Linked DNA regions of Mus musculus: region 2 is linked to region 1. Evidence: chromatin contacts called from public promoter capture Hi-C data. All regions are on one chromosome and are shown on one strand. The core of a region is the stretch at or near the end of the contact, and the rest is flanking DNA. Distances in the headings are between cores, read along the strand shown. Region 1 holds the start of Anpep (alanyl (membrane) aminopeptidase). Region 2 holds the start of 3110040N11Rik (RIKEN cDNA 3110040N11 gene).

The links. Promoter capture Hi-C pulls out the DNA fragments that hold promoters and counts their contacts.
Region 2: a contact with region 1 is called in a promoter capture Hi-C map of liver, with 5 times the contacts expected there. The contact joins the promoter of 3110040N11Rik here to the promoter of Anpep in region 1. A contact is called at or near these places in 2 of 39 promoter capture datasets (both in liver).

What each region holds. Positions count from the first base shown.
Region 1 is chr7:79,846,934-79,849,472 of GRCm38.p6, forward strand. It overlaps Anpep (alanyl (membrane) aminopeptidase), which reads right to left and starts at 1,277. Exons shown (of 21, transcript NM_008486.3): 1 at 1,212-1,277.
Region 2 is chr7:81,788,184-81,790,722 of GRCm38.p6, forward strand. It overlaps 3110040N11Rik (RIKEN cDNA 3110040N11 gene), which reads right to left and starts at 1,272. Exons shown (of 5, transcript NM_026077.4): 1 at 1,172-1,272; 2 at 267-393. The coding sequence starts at 1,201.

The DNA of each region.
Region 1 (2,539 bases), core at 27-2,526:
GGCTGAAGGGCGAGCACCTTGCAGCGGCCCCCTCAGGAACTCTGCAGGGTATGCATGTGACCCTAGGTTCAAATCCTGTGGAGTTGGGGGAGAGTACCATAATCAAATCCAGAGGCTGAGGCAGGAGGATTGCCTAGAGATCCAAGCCAACCTAAGCTATACAGCTCATTGCTCAGGTATTCCACAATCCACCGTAGCCACAGTCCTAGTTCCTGTACCTGGCCTGTCACATGTAGGAAAAGCTCCCTTCCCCATGGGGAATTGTGGCCAGTCTTCCTGTTTGGTGCCGGGCCACCTCCTTCTTACTAGCCACCCACGCTGACAGAGGTGGGAGGCCACCTGCTCCAAGTTCTACTTTCACAAATAAACTGGCCAAGGTCCTGACATCCCTAGACCTCAGATCCATCAGTCACAGAAGTGCCCTGAAATCTCCCAACAGCACATGTCACTGGTATCCTCAGAGCAGGATTGGGTTTTAAGTCACCAAAGCCCAGACTCTCCAGGGCAGGCAGCCTGCCTTATTGGAGGTAGTCTATTTGGAAAGACCCCTCTGCTGAAAAAGCTTGGGTTGCCACCAGCTCTGCTCTCTGGAGGCCACCGCAGCAGAATCCTGGTGCGCATCCAGGAGGCATGCCTATCTATGCATGGGACGAGCACAGCAACCGAGGGTCTAGGATAAAGTCTAGTTCCCGTCTCCTCACAGAGGCTGGGGCACAGGGCCAGGGCCGCCGCTCTAACCCGACTGGGACTGTAGAGCAGAAACATGTGTCTTTGCTCCGTGACTTCCAGGGGTCAGCGTGCACCTTCTGTTCCACTCGCGCCATCCCTAGTCCTCTATACTTCAGCCATTCTGTATCCTCTCATCTCTGGCTCCGTCCTCTATGTGTCCCTCACCACCCGCCCTCTAACCCTTGAGTCTGGCCACCAGACTCCAGCTACCGTTCCTGGGCTCCAGCCACCCCTTTTTCTCCAGGCCTGGCCATCTTCTGTCACCAAGGCCGGAGCTTCCCTCGGAGCCCTGCAGACACCTGGAGGCCAAGAGCCGCTGGCACCCTCGGGGACTCACTCCAACAGCTTCGGCAGCTCCCGGACCTCAGTTTACCCATCTGAGTAGGGGCAGAAGCTTCAGTTGGCTCCCGCACCCCAGATGCCAAGCCCCACACCCGGTGTCCCCAAACTTCCGCAGCCCATGGCTGCCTTCCCACACTTGCCTAGGACTGCACGCTTCTCCGAGCTGCTCCTGCCTCGCCTCCGCCCGCCTGCTCTGGCGGGTTAAAGGGAAGTAACCCGAGCCCACCACCGCTCCGCCCGAACTACACCCGCCCCCCCCCACCCGGCTCCGCCCGCGCTCCTCCCCGCCTGCACGCAAACAGCCGCTCCCCCGACGGTGCGGCCCCTGGCCCCCAGCGCGCCAGACCCAGACCTCTCGCCCTCACCCACCCACACTTCGCGCCGCCGCTGTCCCAGTGTCTCGCCCACCACATCTGGGAGACATCTGCAGCTGGAGGGAGGGGCTCACAGCCTCAAAAGTTTACAGGATAATCCCCACAGTTCTGGAGGCTTTCCACAGAACTTAATCTGATTATCTTTTCTTCTTCTTCTTCCTTCTTCTTCTTCTTCTTCTTCTTCTTCTTCTTCTTCTTCTTCTTCTTCTTCTTCTTCTTCTTCTTCTTCTTCCTCCTCCTCCTCCTCCTCCTCCTCCTCCTCCTCCTCCTCCTCCTCCTCCTCCTCCTCCTCCTCTTCCTCCGAACTTATTATGTAGTCCAGGCCAAGCTCAAACTAGCAACAATCCTGCTTCACTGCTACACTTTTTCCATGAGCCTGGATCATCCACCAATTCTAACTTTTTCTTCCTTTCTCTTTCTCCCCTTCCTCCCTCTCTCCCTCTCTCCCTCCCTCCCTTATTTTCTTCTAGTACTGTGGTTTAAGTCCAGTGCCTCATGCGTACTAGATAAGTGCTCAGCCGTGAGCTACATCCTCAGCCCTTTTCTTTTTTCTTTTATTTCTTTTTAAAGGAAAGGGCTCACTGAATCATCCAGGCTGACCTTGAACTCACTGTAGCCCAGACTGACCTTGACTTCAGCCTCTCCAGGCCAAGCTCTGGCTAACTCTTGACACCTAGGCTGTCTTCAAGAAGTCAAAGTTATTAGAAGCCTCTAGCAAATAAAGGATTGCATCCAGGAGTTTATGCTTCTTGTCCCCATTCCGCTTCGAGATACTGTGTGTTCCAGGGCACTCCCTCCCTGGGCATCTTTTTTATTGGCAATTCAGGGTACCATTTCTATTAGTTTCCTATTGCTGCTATAATAACACAAACTTTAAAAGACACATGCTTATTCTCATACTGTTTATAAATCAGACTCACTGTACTGAAACTCGGGGTGTCCGTGGGAAGCTTCCCTTCTGGAAGCTCTAAGAGAGAGCATCTTTGTCTTTTCCGATGGCTAGAGGCACCCACATTCCTTGGCTTGAGGCCACCTTTGGAGCGAGGAGTGACCGGTGCTTCAACTCTCGGCTTTGTCATTCTGATACTGACTGG
Region 2 (2,539 bases), core at 22-2,521, 1.9 Mb after region 1:
ATATATGACCAGGCCCATCTACAAAATACCACATTTTTAAAAAGGAAAAGATACACAGATTCCATCTGATTTGGTATTAAATATTGTACATTTTCTTTCAAATACCTCTATATGAGACTATAGAATGTTTAGATGGAGAAGCTTCTAAACGCAGACATAAAAAATACCATTTACAGTTACAGGATAAGCTTTTAGATAACAAGGCAAAAATAAGATGAAAACGCTGCTTTATCCACATCCAAATCCCACCCAGTGCTCAGACGTACCTGTCACAGCGTTCTGTCTGGAGCCAGGTTTGGCATGAATGGCTATGGTGACAAAACCTTTAGGGTCAGTTGCTACAGGCCCTGCAGCAGGAGGTGCTGTCTCTGGTTCTTTGGTTTGGTTTTTACCCTAAAATGACACACAATTTCACAGGTAACAAAATACTTCAGTTATTTTGAGCCATCACTACCCTCACCTTCACTAAACTGGGCCTACATGCAGAAACTAGCCACCACCGTGCTCCTCCCACATCCCTTCATGATCCAACATACAGAGACAGAGAGGGGGGTGGGGTGGGGCTGTCTCTGTGTAGGTATGTGTTCTACTTAAGATCTCTTGGCTAGCTTAGGACTTGTTCCCACAGTCTACTTTATCGTTTCTATTTCTCAAGAGAAGGGGCATTTATTAGTCATCTTTATAGCCAATGCATCCTAACGCTCAAGAGTGGGTGAGGAGTCCATTGCAGAAAGAACGACGACTGGTATTTAAATGCCATCTAACAACTTAACAGAAAACAACTTCCAGGGCAGTATGCGGACAGCGGGTATGAAGAGGAATAAGGATTCAAACTCCCTGACTTCAAGGGGCTGGGATCACAGCGACAGAAAACAAAGGGATATTAGGGGAGGGAGTGCAGTCTCATTGACAGAAGGAAGCGATCAGCCACCATAGGGAGGCAGAACGCACAGCCTGCCGGGAAGTGTAACCCTCAGAGTGAGAGAGCAAAGACGGTGGTCAGCGGGTGCGCAGTGGAGCCTACTCATCCTTAGGGCGAGCTAATGTGCGACCCAGGAAGTCTCAGACCTGGACCCGAAGGGAGGTCTTCCGCCCTCCAGGCGCTGCGTCTGTTCCCCGCCAGTGTAGCCCCGTGGCCCACCCTCTCCACAACACGAGGCTTGCCACTGGCCTTGCTTGTCGCACCGGCTTTCTTAGGCATTGTGGAACCACACAGGAGTCTAACAGAGGCCAAGCACACCGACCTACAGCAAGCAGCAGCATCCCAACCACGCAGGCGCCAGCGTGGCGGAAGAGTTCTGTGCGCCTGCGCAAGTCATGGGCGGAAGCGGCAGGCGCGTCGGCCGGCACCTAAGAGTGCCACCTCGCCCCGAGATGGCACTGTTTTCCTTCCTTTGCAACCTGCCAGCCTCAGGGTGTGATCCATTGGTGAGCCATCTTTGCCAGCAGAGGGAAAATTGTCACCTATCCTTAGGGTTGGCAAGAGCAGCCAGCCTCGGTGCTCGCCTGCCCAACGCGGCACCATGGCAATTCGCACAGGGCAGTGCGCAAGGAGAGGAGATCCACTGTGGAGTTGAATACAACCGTTCGTGAAACTGAAGCAGAGGCAAATCAATGCAAGTGCTAAAGTTAGGGACTGGCCTTGTCCAATAAGGTTAGAATGTATAGATGGTATATGCCCAGAGGTAGGAAGATCTGCTACCTAAATGGGAGATGGCTTGTTACCATTTTGAGGATCTTTGGGACCTGAATAATCTGAGATGGGGAAAAGATTAACTGAAGATGCCCGAGTCTACGGCTAGCAGTTGTGGCAGTCCGAGGGGGAGTTTTCAGGGTACATTAAGTTTGAAATGATTGGAGACATCCAAGTGGAATAGTTAAGGAGCTACCTGAATACATAACCAAATTATCAGTGACCTGTGCCAGTGAGAGGGGAGTTAAGGAGGAGGACAGAGACTGTGACAAATGTCAAAGGGCGACAGCATTCAGATTCACAAACAGGTGAGACTGGAATGTGAGTGCTGAAAACAGCCACTAAAGGTTGGGATCAGAATGGGATGTCTCATTTTACTCTCCCAGAGACACCCTTTCCACATGACACGTTAAGTGGTGTGTTGTGAGAAAGTGGCTAAAGCCTAAGACTCAGGTGATTCAGGTGTTAAACCACACCACACCTTTTTTGAAATACATTACAAATAGAGGCACAAAGTGGAGCCAAAACTATACTGTAGTAATTTGATGAATTTTGAGGTGAAATCATGATGCCCTAAAAATATTTACATTACGATTCATAACAGTAGCCAAATTAGTTAGGAAGTAGCAACAAAAGTAATGTTACCGTTGGGAGTCATCACAGCATGAGGAACTGTATTAAAAGGTTGCAGCATTAGGAAGGTTGAGAACCACTGCTCTAGAGACTTGACAGTTTTTATCAGGGGAGGAACACGGATTGGTGTATTTCTGATGGTGCCTGGATGGGCAAAGGAGGGGGAAGCAATGTCCTCTAAGGAACCGTCAGCCTTCTCCACAGGTACCTCTA